Linked DNA regions of Mus musculus: all the other regions are linked to region 3. The links are chromatin contacts, called in public promoter capture Hi-C maps. All regions are on one chromosome and are shown on one strand. The core of a region is the stretch at or near the end of the contact, and the rest is flanking DNA. Distances in the headings are between cores, read along the strand shown. Region 1 holds the start of Cox16 (cytochrome c oxidase assembly protein 16). Region 2 overlaps Rad51b (RAD51 paralog B). Region 3 holds the start of Dcaf5 (DDB1 and CUL4 associated factor 5).

What was found. Promoter capture Hi-C pulls out the DNA fragments that hold promoters and counts their contacts.
Region 1: a promoter capture Hi-C map of liver shows a contact between it and region 3, with 2.8 times the contacts expected there. The contact joins the promoter of Cox16 here to the promoter of Dcaf5 in region 3. A contact is called at or near these places in 4 of 39 promoter capture datasets (the HPC-7 cell line, cranial neural crest, liver and 1 more).
Region 2: a contact with region 3 is called in a promoter capture Hi-C map of cranial neural crest. The contact joins the enhancer-like site here to the promoter of Dcaf5 in region 3. A contact is called at or near these places in 3 of 39 promoter capture datasets (cranial neural crest, hippocampal neurons and pre-B cells) and 3 of 115 datasets of contacts at active chromatin or transcription factors (large pre-B cells, pancreatic cancer cells and stem cell-derived neural progenitor cells).

What each region holds. Positions count from the first base shown.
Region 1 is chr12:81,483,367-81,486,450 of GRCm38.p6, forward strand. Cox16 (cytochrome c oxidase assembly protein 16) reads right to left here and starts at 1,771. Exons shown (of 4, transcript NM_001309809.2): 1 at 1,531-1,771. The coding sequence starts at 1,599. The region is part of intron 3 of Gm20498 (predicted gene 20498); the gene reads right to left.
Region 2 is chr12:79,376,169-79,379,225 of GRCm38.p6, forward strand. All of the region lies in intron 7 of Rad51b (RAD51 paralog B), which reads left to right. Among named protein-coding and RNA genes, the nearest start is that of Rad51b, 80 kb to the left of the region's middle. Within about 2 kb of position 1,398, at least 15 of the 459 cell types and tissues checked have an H3K27ac peak or open chromatin away from gene starts, as enhancers often do.
Region 3 is chr12:80,435,092-80,438,270 of GRCm38.p6, forward strand. It overlaps Dcaf5 (DDB1 and CUL4 associated factor 5), which reads right to left and starts at 1,510. Exons shown (of 9, transcript NM_177267.5): 1 at 1,094-1,510. The coding sequence starts at 1,307.

The DNA of each region.
Region 1 (3,084 bases), core at 521-3,020, 1.0 Mb after region 3:
TTAACCACCATGATTTCTAGGTAAACAGCAGCCACAATAAAAATTTGTATTTAACAATTATACATATAAAATATTCTTAGCTACTTTTAAAAAAAATGCTATTTGGGATACATAAGACTAAATCAAAATGGCTGCTTTTATACATACATATAATATATAATTTTATATATATACACACATATATATAATTAACATGTAACAATTTTAATTTTTAAAAGTCATAAAACTGAAAGGGAGAAAGGAATCACAGGAGAAGTTGGCGGGGGAGAGGTAGGGATGAAAAGGGTGTAAACACAGTGCTTATCTATTAAATCTATATAGTAATTTTAAATAAAAAAGAATGCTATTTTGCACACATGTATGTGCATAAAGCAAACAGAAATGAACGACTAGCTAGCTGTGTGTGTGTGTGCACGCGCGCGCGCGCGCGCGCGTGTGTGTGTGTGTGTGTGCGCGCGCGCGCGTTATAAAACAGAAGAGGAGAAACCCAGAACTCAGAGGAGGATTTCTCAAATTGGGCATAGAAAGTGCTCTTTGCTTAACTTCTGGAAGGGCATCTGTAAAATAAATTAGGCTTAAGAGTTTTTTCTAGACAGAGTTCCAGAGTGTGCCTTCATAAGACTGATAGGACCATTTAAAAACTGACCAAGAAAGGAATTTCCATTTGTAAAGGAGCCTCTTTCCTGCTGGGTAGCCCCGAAAATAGGGCAGGGTGCTAAGTCTACATAGAAAGCCTAGCCCTGAGATTTTTTTTTTCTTTCCATAACATCTTGACTTTTATAATTTTGAAAGAAAATCAAATTGACTCCCATAGTGATAAATGGTAAGTCAGTAGCAACATCCGTGATTTTGAACGGCAGAGGAACTTGCAGAAATAAAAAAATTTATATATGCCTTGTAAATTGCTGTCATTTTATAAAAACGAACGCTTACCCCAAAACTCTTAAAGCAGATTGCAGAGTTCCCTAATTATCAAAACAAGATCCAGACACATCAAAGACGACTTAAAAAAACATATTACGTTTCTAAAATCAACCTTTCTTTTAGCAGTGCTTAAATACAAAAGGCACTTCACACGTGCCAAGAACCACACCAAGAAAAATGTCTTGTATTTTTAAAAGTTTTTGTTTATTTTCTTTTATATCGTAATATGCTAAAGCAAATTAACTTAACAATGATCAAACAACAAATTATGAACATAATTACTACAAATGAATGTAATTATTAAAGAAGACATTTGATTAGTCTTCTTGCAAAATCTCAACATTTAACCCAGGAAAGGTACTGTAAAACGGGGATAGTAACACGCGCGTTCACGAAGGGAAAGGAAACGGGGGGTGGGGGATGGCGGGACCCGAGGTACACTTTTGAGCGTGAACTTAAAAACAAAAACAAAAACCTCAAAGCTCCGGTGGCTCCCACAGACCCCCTAGTCAGCAGTATCCGAAAGACAGCACCAATACGCCACTCAGCCAAAGAGGGCCCGCCCCTTCCGGACTCGCAGCCCCTGCTCCCGTCACAGCCGCTCACCAACATGGGAACTCCATAGCGTAGAGTCTTGTTCTTACGCAGAGCTCGCAACACAGCGGGCGCAATCATGGCAGAAGGTGCGGCCTGCTTAGTCAGCCGCTTCCAGAGCGAGCCCAGCGCGGCCCGCAACACGTCTCAGGCGAAGTTGTAGACTCAGCGCAGGCTTTGGGTGCCAGGTCCACGCCTGATAAGCCTCCCCGAGGCAAACGGAAACGATTGGCCTTAACGCACTTCTGCTTCCTCCCTCCCCCGGAAGTCGAGGCTTCTGAGCTCTGGTTCCGTGACCTCAGGATACGCCGGGTGCAATTGGGTTTTTCGATTTGGAAAATCTGTAATTCGCATATTCTGGATCTTGACTTCTGCGACTCAAGAAACTCAGATAAAGGGCGGGGTTGGTTTTTAAGCTAATGCACAAGTAGCACCAGGTTAATGAACACATTTTAAGTCGTGGCTCATCAGTTGTAACTGAACTTTTTAAAATTTTTTATTATTTTATTTATTTACAATTCAAATGCTATCCCCCGTCCCGGTTTCTGCTCCGCAAACCCTCTATCCTACTCCTTACTCTCTGCTTCTTTGAGGGTGCTCCCCCACCGACTCCCACCTCACTGCCCTAGCATTCTCCTACACTGGAGCATCAGGCCTTCAGAGGACCAAGGGCCTCTCCTCCAATGGATACCAGATAAAGCCATCCTCTGCTACAAATGCACCTGGAGCCATAGGTCCCTCCACGCATACTCTTTGGTTGGTGGTTTAGTCCCTGGGAGCTCTGGGGAATCTGATTGGTTGTTCTACCTATGGGGTTGCAAATCCCTTCAGTTCCTTCAAGTCCTTCCCCAACTCCTCTATTGGGGTCCCTGTTCTCAGTCCGATGGTTGGATGTGAGCATCCACATCTGTATAGGTAAGGCTCTGACAGCCTCTCAGGAGACAGCTATATCAAGCTCCTTGCAACAAGCACTTCTTGGCATCGGCAATAGTGATGGCTGTATGGGTATTGATCAACAATAGGTTTGGTAGCTGCATATGGGATGGATCCCCAGGTAGGGCAGTCTCTGATGGCCTTTCCTTCAGTCTCTACTCCACTCTTTGTCCCTATATTTTCTTTAGACAAGAGCAATTTTGGATTAAAATTTTTGAGAAAAGTGGGTGGCCCCATCCCTCAACTGGGGGTCATGTCTAACCTCTGGATATGGTCTCTACAGGTTCTCCCTCCCCTTTGTTGGGTATTTCAGCTAATGTCATCCCCATTGGGTCCTGGGAACCTCTTGCTTTCCTGGTGTCTGGGACCTTCTGTTGGCTACCTCCTGTTCATCTCCCATTGCAACACACCTTTCTGTTCAGTTCCCTGATCCTGGCTCTGTACATCTCCCCTGTTTCTTCCCACCTGACCCTGCCCCCCCTTTTTTTCTTCTCCCCTTCCTTTATTCCTCCCAACCTTCCCACCCTCTATCTCCCATGATTATTTTGTTCCCTCTTCTAAGTAGGACTGAAGCATCACACTTTGGTCTTCCTTCTTCTTGAGCTTCATATGGTCTGTATAAGTTGTATCATG
Region 2 (3,057 bases), core at 148-2,647, 1.1 Mb before region 3:
AGCTCTGGGATTCACTGAAGCTATTGGAATACTTTCAGAGAATAATACAGTTTACCAAGCTGAAGCTTTTTGTTGTTGATTTAGGTTGTGACTAATTGTGAACATCAATAATGGAATTGATGAAACCTGTGCCGATCATTTGCCGCCCTTTCTTGAAGAGTATTAGTAATGATCATTGAATGTTCCAAGCAAGCCTGTCAAGTTATTTGATAATCGTCATATTATTTCCAGTAAACTCTTGGCCTTCCTAAATCAGACTGCTAGTTTGTTTTTATTATATATAGCTAAGGAGTATAGGTGAGAGAGCACCTGTAAAAAAGGTTTGCACTTACTATGCTTTTGAGTGTCAGACTCTTTAGAGGTACCTTAAGGTAGCAGAACAGAGTTGGTGGCCAGGTCATTACTTTCTTAGTGATTGTAATTGTAAGTGCCCCTTGTTTAACTTGGAGCTGGTAGAAGATTATTTTTCTTAACTGACCCAAGTATGCTTTGTGAAGTGATAATGACCATCACTTTGTGTTCTACTCCTCAATAAAGATGCAATTGAACGGGAGTGACAGATGGCTGTTAAATTAAGATCATTCTTGAAAGCAAGGGTACTCAGAGTAGCTCACTTACATTTTTACTTCTTGGGGGCCAAGTGTATTCTGTCAGGTAGAACACTCGTGGAACCCTGTATAAAGGCTGAGGTCTCAGGCCACTGCAGCAGCCAATCTATGCTGTGTGTAGTTCTTTCCAGCTGTAATAGCCCCACTCCTTTGCTGCTTTTATGGACATTAATTAGCTGCTGCCTTTTGGCCTTTGATAACTTTGTTTCTGTATGTTTATTATTATTTTTTTTATAGAATATCCTTCATGGGTTCTGTCGTTTAGATACCGGCTGAATAGGAAGGCATGTCACGTAAAATTTTCTCTTTGCTCAGTATAATGTATTTTGTGTTAGAAATCTTGCCAGATCCTCTTTCTAAATTCCATCTTCAGTGTTTGTGATTGGCTACTTGTTGTTATAAAAACATGAAAAAGACTGATTTTGTTAATGAAAAGTAACCAGTATATTTTCTCATCAAGGAAAAACAGTTGCACGTAAAATAGGTATTTCTTGGAGGCAGAAGTTTAAAGGAATTCCTCTTTCTCTTCTTTCATTTTCTTCTTTCCAAATTGTTCTCATCCATTTAGTGTAGGGAGTCTTTCAATGTTTGGTGTCGTCATGGGGAACAAAAGTGACACTTGATTGCCTGAAGTCCCATAGCTTTTGCTGTGTATTTTCTGCATCTGGGGTCTATTCTGTTACCATATAAAACTATTAAACATTGCAATTCAAAACTGTATGTCCCACAATCAAGTATTTATAAACACATCTGAAACTTGTAAGTATAACCCGCTCTGAGATGGGGAGGCCATGTTTATGATACAGGAGTGTTACATTCTCTCTGCAATGTTTCAGATCAGGCTCAGTGGCTGCAAGACACTTTGAACTGATGTTGTCTGAAGGATTTTTGTTTGTTTTTCTTATTCATGTGAACTTAAACTGTAACTGTGTCTGACTAGTTTGCAGCTTAAGTTATATTTCTTATGCCAACAGAATTTTTCTTTCTGATTGTAGGTTTAGTAGTATTTTTCATAGAATATGACTGTGTGGGTAAAAAATAAAGTTATTGTTTTGATATTTTTTTCCCTCTTTAACTTTAGGAAGCCATCAGTTAAGTAGGCAGGAAGGCAGCTGGAGAGGATAACCAGGGGCTTGCTCTGCATCTTTGTATCTGTTTGCAGACATAAGCTGACTAGAAGCTTACTGCTTCACTACATTACTGTTAAAGATAATAGCGTGGCAGAGTGGCTAGGAGGCATCGAGCTGCATGGGCTGTGCTCCAGTTTGAACTGAGTCTCGAGACACCTGGTTCTTGTTATTTTCCAGATTGCTTCTGGGGAAGTCTCGTGATTGCTGAGTGTCATGTGACTGCATCATTCTGTCTCAGAGGAAAGACTGGGCTATTTATTTTCTAACTACAATGGCATCTTAACACATTGCCATGGGTGAATCTCATCACTCTGCTTTGCCTCAGTTTCTCCATCTGTTAAGTGGCTGTGTGGTTTGAGATCCATTTAATTTATTGGAGCCAAGCTTTTTAAAGCTGTGTAGAACTGGGCTCAATTTGAATGAATTTAGGGTATAGGATAATATTGCCCCAATAGTGCATCCGTCCACCTTTAAGAAGTCTACTGTCCATTTCTCTATCTAGAATAAAAAGAATAGTTAGGCATCTAAGATAGTTTGCATGCCCTATGCATGTCCTAGCTAGTAATAATAGTCTTAATCACTTTTAAATTCATTATCTGATTTATTTATAGACACCTATAATTAACCAGTAGCACCTCTGAATCTTGATTTTTATGAAGGTTCATGATATACTTTTGCTGGTGTTAGACAGCAGGCAGAGGACTAAATAGTCTCTCAGCTATAAAGTCTCCGTGATATTGTTATCTCCATTGATAGTTAAAATATGTTTAAAAATTATTTTCCCTGTTCATTTGACATTATTAATGGCAGTATTCCCTGAATAACCAAAGAAGCTAAAGTTTCTTTGGTGTAGTTTTAGAAGTTTAAGACAGCTGGGAAGAATGCTGGCTTTAGAAGGGTCAGCTTTAAGGTATTGAGGAATGTTATGCAAAAGAAAATTATTAGGCTATCTGATTTTCATGTATGTATTTGCCAAAGTTAAAAATTAAGAGACTAGAGTTTGTCTTAGTAAAAACACTCATATTTTTCTTCCCAAAGACACAATGACTTCATAACATATGTAAAAGTCCAAATACTTTATATGCAACATCAAATGAGGTGTATCTGTTTTCTGATTAGCTTTCAAATTGGTATATACCGTTGGTGTGTGTGTGTGTTTCTGGAGAACAAATCTATGCTTTCGTGCATGCCAGGAAAGCATTCTACTACTGTGCTACACCCCAGCCCTGATACATGTTCTTATTTATGTGATTTGTTTAATTTTCATTTTTCAGAGAAATGTTGTTAGATACAATTGTCTGAAATGAAACTTGATAGTC
Region 3 (3,179 bases), core at 260-2,759:
GCGGGGGCAGCCAGCGACCCTGCCGCGGCGTACGCAGGCGCCGCCGCTGCCACCGTCGCCGCCGCCGCTCGGGTCCGGCCTCCCCCCCCGGAGCAATAGGCTATCGATTCAGCTGCCTGTCGCTAGGAGCCCCGAGAGAGCAAGGCCTACACCGCCCGGCCGGAGCCCCGGCCTCGATTGCACCACTTTCCCCCACCCCAGCGGGGAGACCCTGGAGGCAAGTAGGCCCAGCTGAACCGGGTGGGGGAGGAGGCGAGCAGCCCTGCAACAGGAGCCGCGCGGGTGAAGGGGGTCCTGGAGCCCGCCTCCCGCCAGTAGGTCTCCCGGGGGGTCCTCCTGAAGCCCTGCCTCCCGAACAGCGCATCCAAGTTCAGGCTGGTTGGTGTCCCTAGGTCGCTAGAGCCCTCGCCACTCTCGGAACCATAATAAAAACAAGACGCTGAAGAGGCTACCACTGCGTGCTGGGAGATGGGATTGGGCCCTGAGAGAGCCAGGGGGAGGGGACGCCTCTCTGCTACCCGTCACCACCCGCCCGACCCCGCTGGCCCCACGGTGTCCGGCTCTGTCACCGCCGGCCTCCGGCTCCGAGGCCCCTTTTCTCCATGACACCGAGGACTGGGGCTCGAGCTTCGCCTGGCCTTTGGCGAGCCTTGGTCTCCCCCCCCCCCCCGGCCAGCCCTCCCCCCAGTGCCCCCCGCACCTTTTAAACTACGCAGAGGAAGAGTTTGCCAACCAACTTAGTCAAACCGTAACCTCGTCCCCCTCCCCGACCCACACTGGTGGGGCAGGCATCTGGAGGGACCACTTTGCACTTGGGATAAAGCACATTAAAGACCTGTCAACCATTTTAGGTCTTTTTTTATATATATAGAAGACATCCTCCTCTCCTTCCCCTTCTTCCTTCCCTCCCCCCTCCCTTCCTCCCTCCCCCTGCAATGGTATTAATTTCACACCAAATCTTCCCACCGCTGGAGAGGGGTTGAGAAGGGCGGGGGTGGGGACGCAGGGCAGCAGGAGGGTGGCGGGGAAGGGGAAGGGGCAGCTGGAAGGGGAGCGGGAGGCGCGGGGAGGGGAAGGAAGGGGGTTGATTTACCTGAGACCAGCCACTGGCCTCCATTGTTGGAGAATTCAATGGCATTGACACAGCCGAAGTGGCCGAGAAGGTCCTTCTTGTAGAGGTTTCTGCAGCCCCGCAGGCGTCTCCTCTGAAAGTCCTGAGTGAGCAGGGGGTCCCCATGCAAGCCCCGCTGGGACAAGAAGCCCACCACTGACCTCATGCTGCCCCCCAGGCCAGCTCTCCTCTTCATGCTGGAACCGCCGCCGCCACCGCCGCTGCAGCTCGCGCCGCCGCCCCTCCCTCGGCCGCACGCCGGGCCGCCGCTCCCCTCCCGTCCCGTCCCTCCCCGCGCGCAGCGAGCCGGAGGCTTCTTTAACCAGCCATGGCAGACGGAGCGAGGTGTGCAGACGGTCGGTCGGCGGCGTTCGCGGCTTCCTCACGGTCGCGTCCCTCCCTCCCCTTCCCCCCTAGGCTCCGCCTCCCTGCCGCCTCCAGCAGCTGATCCCCAGCTGCGGTCGCGCTTCCGCGGTGCGGGGCTCTTCCGCCGGCCGCCGGGCCGGAGAACGCGGGCGCCAGCTGCCCCTCCCCCGCGGACGGCTGCCCGGAGATGGCGGGCGGCGGCTTGCAGCGGCCGCTGACCGCGCCGAACCACGGTTGGCTCAGGATGGCGGCGACGGGGCACCCCCGGCACGCCGCACTCTGAAGTTGGACACGCGTAACAATCAGAGTGGCAGCCGGCCTGCGGGCTCACCCTCCTTCCCTGGAGGGACAGCGGCTCGCCCAGCGCTGCTCGCTGCCTCCTGGGGCGCCCAGTTCCCTGTTCAAGTGAGGGAACCCACGATTGGACTGGACGTCTGGAAGGAGGTTGTCTGTGGGGTTTTATCGGTGCACCTGCCCTTTCCAAAAATGTTGATACACCCTTCTATTCTCCAATTCAGTTTTCTAATTGACACTCACCACCACCCCCACCACCACCCCCAGCCTATCGGTTTAAAAAAAAAGGCAGAATTATTCAAGCTGATAGGACACTTGGGTTTAGGGGGTTGCGGAGAGGTGAAAAGAGAATTGAGCTGATATAGTAGCCATATAGTAGAGCGTATGCTTTTTGCATTCTTCAAGTTCTGGGTTCAATCTCTAGCACTAACAATCCCCACCCCCCACTCCCAAAAGAAAGTGAGAAGAAAATTGCCAAAATCAAATTGAGAAGGTCCTCTGTCCATTGGTTCCAGATGCATTTGCAAGCCACAAGAAACATTATGAAACGTAGCAGTATCTTATTTCATTGGTAGGGGTGAGGCCAAAGGTCTTGAGAATGGAGGCCTGGAGATGCACAGCTGTTAACCAGCAGCCACAGTATAGTCCAGAAGTAGCTGCCTTTCAATAGTGCAGGAGTCCTCAGTTGAGTTGACCTCAGTGAGGAAACTGGGTAAGTGCACTGGAATTTTACCAGGTAAAGTTGAAAGTCCCCTTTTCAATGGAGTGCTTTTCCAGGAAACTATCCTCTATCATTAGTGGTAATTAACTAACCTGAAATAGGCAGGTGTCAGGTTTGCCCTTTCAGTTTAACACGAATTACAATCTCAGGACCAGAGATGGCACAGGAGTGGTTAAATACAACCATAGGTGAAAGATGAACTAAAGAAATTCTTAAGATAAAGATGGGGAATGAGGAAGAGGTTCACCTGTCAAGCAAAATTATTTTTTTGCAAGTAGTTAATTCAAAAGTTCATATAACAACATTCTAAATTTATTAGAAGGTCACCAAACCCAAAAATGAGAATTCAAATGGAATATTATCCCTTAAATAAGAAAATGAGGGGCTGGTGAGATGGCTCAGCAGGTAAGAGCACCCGACTGTTCTTCCGAAGGTCCTGAGTTCAAATCCCAGCAACCACATGTTGGCTCACAACCATCCGTAACAAGATCTGACTCCCTCTTCTGGTGTGTCTGAAGACAGCTACAGTGTACTTACATATAATAAATAAATAAATAAATCTTTAAAAAAAAAAAAAAAAAGAAAATGAGTAATGCTTAAAAAAAAAATCCTGTGCACACTGTGGTTTGTACATATAATCCAAGGACTTGGGAAGTGGAGGTGGGAGAATCAGGAGTTCAAGGTCAG